Linked DNA regions of Rattus norvegicus: region 1 is linked to region 2. The links are chromatin contacts, called in public Hi-C maps. All regions are on one chromosome and are shown on one strand. The core of a region is the stretch at or near the end of the contact, and the rest is flanking DNA. Distances in the headings are between cores, read along the strand shown.

Region 1 (2,700 bases), core at 177-2,676, 270 kb after region 2:
GGAGCATTTGTTGCAGGAGTGACCATAGATCAATACGTCACTATTACTCAAGGTCCCTATTTTATGGAGGTGTATGTGATTTGGTTTTGACAGGTATATAATGGCCTGCATGCACCATCACAATATCATTGCCTAAAAATCCAAAAATCTCTGCCCCCAGATTCTTTGCTTCACCCACTCACTCATCCATCGTTCTTCACCATGCCTTACAACTACTCCTCTTTTCAGTGTTCTGCCTTGTTCGGACTGCCGTATTGGTGGCATTATGTAGCTTGCAGCCTTTTCAGATCTGCAAGGCTCTCCATGTCTTCTCACAGCTCAATGCCTCAGTCCAGTTGACAGGTACCACGCTTGCTGAACATGAGTCAAGGTACTGCTAGGTACCCTAGGAGTGTTCAGGTGACACCTTTATGTTCTTCAAAAATAATATAATGTGCCCTGTGTCCCTATGGTTGCTTCAGATGTTTAGGGAATTTGTAGTTTGGCAAACTCAGAAGGCCTGTATTAGCTCTTATGGACAGCTCCGTGATCACTTCTAAATATTGTCATAATTATGGAGTTTATAGGAAGCATCTAGAACACATTTGGCTTATAGAAGTCAGTTTTCTGTCACTGTGACAACACAACTGGAAAAAAAATAGTCTTATAGAGAAAAGGTCTTTTGCGACTCCCGGCTACAACAGTTTCAGTCTGGGGCCACTCTCAGCCTTTGGTACATGATGGTGGGGAACCTGTGGTCTGCTAATCCCTGCATGGAGGAAGCAGAGAAGCGCTTGCTCCTGTGGCCATGCCTCTACTACGTAACCCATTCGGCTATGAGTCTGTGGTGGCTAGGACTCACATCTCAACACTGCCGTCTCAGAAACCAGACTTTTACCATGAGCTTTTAGAGACCTTTAAGATTCTGAGTATGGACAGTGTTAACTTCAGTAAGTGGACAACTTAGAGGGAGAAGCATGACAAATCCAGGTGGAGGACGCACTCTGAGCATGCACCATGTACTTCTGTGTAAAGCTGTGGGAGGCTTGCTTAGTTATTCCTTGGAACTTCCTGGTGACCAAAATGACAAGAGAGACGAGTTCCCATGAGAATTTGGCATGTGGAAATCCTTCTTCCTGTTGGGGCTGTGATAGACGAAATTCATATTTCAACAAGGTTTGAAGTCCAAGAATGAATTACACCCAGATGTTTCATGTGTTGAAAGCCAGATTAGAATTCTTGCTTATTGTCCTTGTTCATCCCCACAATAGCCATCCCTTGAGGGGTTCAAGCGGTGTTGGTCACTCTAATATGGAGCTGTACTTCCGTTTGCAACTGCTATCTGTTTAATCCTCAGAGAACTTACGGATGTTAGATAGTGTGTTTTGTCTTCTCCCATTGAGAGGACATGTTTACTTTGGACACGGTCCGCACTGTTACCCAGTGTTCCTGAGATCCAGTTCATCTGCTTGATAGCAAACAATCACATTCATTTTGGTCTTACTAGGATTGTAGTCCAGGAGGCATCAAATCCAGCAGCCCTCTGAGAGCACTGTCAACTTTTCCAAGATGATAGCTGTTTTTATAGCTTAATCCACAAGCAGGCTGGCTGATTACATCCTGTTCGTGAAGACTTGTGGTCGGTGTGGCCAAGGTCACATTGCCTTATAGGAAAAGGGTTGAATAGTCTCATGAAACTCAGCAGATAGTTCTCAAACTGTTACAAAACCAACCGAATCTCCTCCCGAGGGTTACAGGTCAGCTCGGTGTTTGAGGTCAGCCTACACCTGTGTGTGCTTGCAAAGACAGCTGAGTTCAAAAGGTGAACTGTGGACATGTTTGACACCTTAACAAGTCCTCACAACTTCAGTTTCAGTGCCCGGATCAATGCTAATCTGATTTTTGTCCCTGCTAGAAGTCATAATTTCAACCTAAATCCTTCCCTGCATGCTGCTAAAAAATGCTGCCATTTGTCTGGGCACCGATAAACAAGTGGGTGCCCAATTCAGCTGACTGACAGATTCAGGTGTCCGTTTCCTGATCCGTTTGGATAGAAAAACCTTTTCATTGAATCCTGCTACCTCTCTAGGTGTGGCCCTTCCTGGAAAGAGAGTTAGAGTTTAAAACACACAGTGATGGCTGCCCGCTCTTTCTTTTTACAAACAGATCTTCAAGCTTTTGCAGGCCCCCTTCACGGACTGCGGGGATGGCCCAATGCTTCGGCTGGAGGAGCTGGGGGACCAGCGGCACGCTCCTTTCAGACACATTTGCCGACTCTGCTACAGGGTCCTGAGACACTCACAGCAAGACTACAGGAAGAACCAGGTGGGGATTAAAATGGACAGGAAGCGATCGAGTTTTACTCGTTAATGTTACTTACTCATGAGTTTTACCTGTTAATGTACCAGTGAATTTAATGGATAGAGAATAGTACACTGTTAAATTTGCCCGTAAAAAGGAAAGAGTTGGTTGGCAAGCCTGGGAAGAACATGTATTGCAGAATCCCTGAGGAAGATACTGGAAAAGGATGTCAATTTAAAAAAAAAAATAAGAAATGTAAAAGGCACCGAGAAATCCCTCTTGTAAATATATTTCAATGAAATTCCTATTTTTAAGGTTGATGTTACATTTGCAGTGTATGTGGGGTTGTGTGTGTTTGGCACACATGTCTGTAGTGTATGTGCATGTATGTGTGCGTGTGCACGCCCATGCCTGTGGACA
Region 2 (2,739 bases), core at 107-2,606:
AATGCTGGAAACAGTGCTGACTCACTGACCCCCGATGATGCTGGAGATCCTCAGAGCCCCACAGTACATGCTGAGCTAGAAAGAACTGTACCCTGTGAGTCCTTTCTGCCAACCCCTAATTGTTCCCTTGGAAATCATCTTAATCTTTAAATGTGGGAGTTGATGAAGTTAGAACGGAGATCCTGGACCTGTAATCACAGAGAAAAGGATGAGTTTAAATCATGATCCTGAACTAAACCAAAATCAAATCAGCTCACAGAAAGTTTCACCGGCTGACCAAGATCTCGCCAACCAGCGCGCTGCCTTCCCTTTTCTGCTCTTTGCTAAATTGCTATGCTCATGAGTAACTTCTCTTTTAATTGAGATGCTGAGGAGCAAACTAAGGGCCTTGGACATGCCAGGTTAGCACTCTGCCGGTGAATTACAAGGCCAGCCTCCCAAGAGGCACTTTGATCGTGAGGTAGGTTAAATAGGATGAGCTTCGGAATTACAGACAACAGCAAAGACCAGATGCAACTTTCCTTTCGTATATACACTTTGTGGAGCAGACAGACCATGTAGTACAGAAGGGATATTTGCAAAGTCAGAGGTCTGGAATACAAGTTGTTAATTAATGGGGATCTGAGTCGCATTTTCATGTAGCCTTAGTTCATTTTTCTCTTCGTCTATAAATATAACTATAGCTGACCAGTCCTACCTGATGGTATCTATCTCTTCCTCTGCTTTATTTTTTAATGTGTGTGTATGTGGAGGGAGTGTGTGTTTGTGTGTGTGTGTAGTATACATGTATGAGCACACATAGGCCACAGCATACCTGTGGAAGTCAGAAAACACTTTGCAGGAGTCAGTTCCCTTCTTCCACAATATGGATCCCCAGTCAAACTTCGGTCATCATGCTTGGCAGCAAGTGACCTTACTTACTGAGCCCCTCCTCTGCTTTTAATAACACATTCATAACAGAACTGAGGACCTAGGAAACCATGATGAGCTTGACACTCCCTCTCCATAATTCCCATAGGTAGGCATTATCACCAAATATATTTTACCTTAAGGAATGTTACCTGCCTAAAGGTGGCTCAGGGAAGTAGATAGGAACAGAGGGACATGACCCCCAATGAACTCCTTCAACATGATGCTGAAGACAATTACTGAAGGATAGAGACTCAAGACAAATTTTCCTGTGTCACTTAAAGATAGATAAGATTTTATTTGGCAAGTGTTTAAAGGAAACAGACTTGTAGACTGAGAAAACAAACATCAGGCATGAACAAAATGCAGGCAAACCTTATCAGCTCCTGAGGACGGCCTCATCTCTCTTCCTCTGGCAGCCGTTTAACTGGTTTCACTTTTCTCCTAGGTTGATTCTGAGCTTCGAATAGCACTTTGCCGAGATGCCAAACTGACATGCTAGAAGTCACACTGATAGCTTCCATTCCCCTCAGCAGATAAAGCACAGTTTGTCAAGCAGGGTCTAGATTCAGGCCAGGAGAGCAATTCTATCTGACCTTCAATTATTCTGAAATTCCAAAGACCCAATGAACCAGCCTTCTCGTGATGAAGGCTTTGGGGTCAATGACCATTTGGGGACAGGTTAGAATCTGAAGGTGGCCATTTCTATCCCTTGCTGTTAATCCCTTGGACTTTCTGAACTCAAGTAGGGCAAGTTTCAAAATCCAGCATTTCTTACTTCATAGCCTACCTAAATATCATCTGTAATGATTTTGCTTAATCAAAAAAATTAATTAAACTCTGGCTCTGATGCTCTAAACAGTGGGGGAAAGGAGCTCTGGCTAGCTGCCAAGGTTTCATCCCAGGCTCTCAGAGTTAATAATTTCCATGGTGTTTTAAGCATGAGAACACCAAAGGCCAGATTCTGACAAACCTGTGGAACTAACGTCTGTTCTGAGGACTTTGTATTGCAAGAAGCAAGTTTCAACCAATAAAAATGAAGCCATCAGTCAGGAACCTGACATTTGTGGCCCTACCTGGTATTAGCCGGAAAACTTAGTGATGAGGGCTGAAGGGAATGAAAATGTGTTGTCAGTGTGCCTAGCAATCACACAATTCTGGGAAATCACCCTAGGCGTGATGGGGTGGGGATGGAGTTATGGAACTTTCCAAGGGACTTCTGGGTAAAATGAGGTCCCTAGGAAGCTGCAGCTCCTTTCTCTCATACACACTCCTTGTGTACTTCTGCAGGATCATTCTTCCTCCCATGTATACTGCACTCCATCAAGTAAATTTTTCACTGTGTGCATTTTAACCATTTTTTAGATTTACTTGGTTTTGTAATGTGTAGAGTTTTACCTTCCTGTGTGTCTGCATCACAAGAATGCCTAGCCTCCACAGGTACCAGAAGATGTCAGATCCTCTGGAACTGGAGTTACAGGTGACTGTGAGCGGCCATGCCAGTGCCAGGAACCAAACACAGATCCTCTGCAAGAGCATGGCACAGACCTATAACCTTAGGACTCAGGGCCAGAGGATATAGAATTGTAGGTCATCTTAGGCCACGCATCAGGCGGGAAGCGAAGGTATCAGCAGGTACAGGTGCTTGCTGCCAACCATTACTACCTGAGTTTGAGCACCAGGACACACAGCAGAAGATTCCCACACATGACCTCCATGTGTGTTGTGGCACATAAACACACACAAGCATAAAACGTAATAAGAAATGTTATTTTAAATGCAAATATCGACTTCTTCCCTAGCACTGTACAATTTAGCAGTTCCAGAATG

Evidence for each region. Hi-C and Micro-C count contacts between places; a contact is called where the count stands out from the background.
Region 1: a contact with region 2 is called in a Hi-C map of liver, with 2.1 times the contacts expected there. The contact joins two enhancer-like sites. A contact is called at or near these places in 2 of 12 Hi-C or Micro-C datasets (kidney and liver).

The regions. Positions count from the first base shown.
Region 1 is chr4:142,897,660-142,900,359 of GRCr8, forward strand. Itpr1 (inositol 1,4,5-trisphosphate receptor, type 1) reads left to right here. Exons shown (of 62, transcript NM_001007235.2): 17 at 2,146-2,304. Among named protein-coding and RNA genes, the nearest start is that of Itpr1, 160 kb to the left of the region's middle. Within about 2 kb of position 1,427, at least 3 of the 93 cell types and tissues checked have an H3K27ac peak or open chromatin away from gene starts, as enhancers often do. A contact at or near this core is called in liver, where this site is marked.
Region 2 is chr4:142,628,750-142,631,488 of GRCr8, forward strand. No RefSeq gene overlaps it. Among named protein-coding and RNA genes, the nearest start is that of Setmar, 28 kb to the left of the region's middle. Within about 2 kb of position 1,357, at least 3 of the 93 cell types and tissues checked have an H3K27ac peak or open chromatin away from gene starts, as enhancers often do. A contact at or near this core is called in liver, where this site is marked.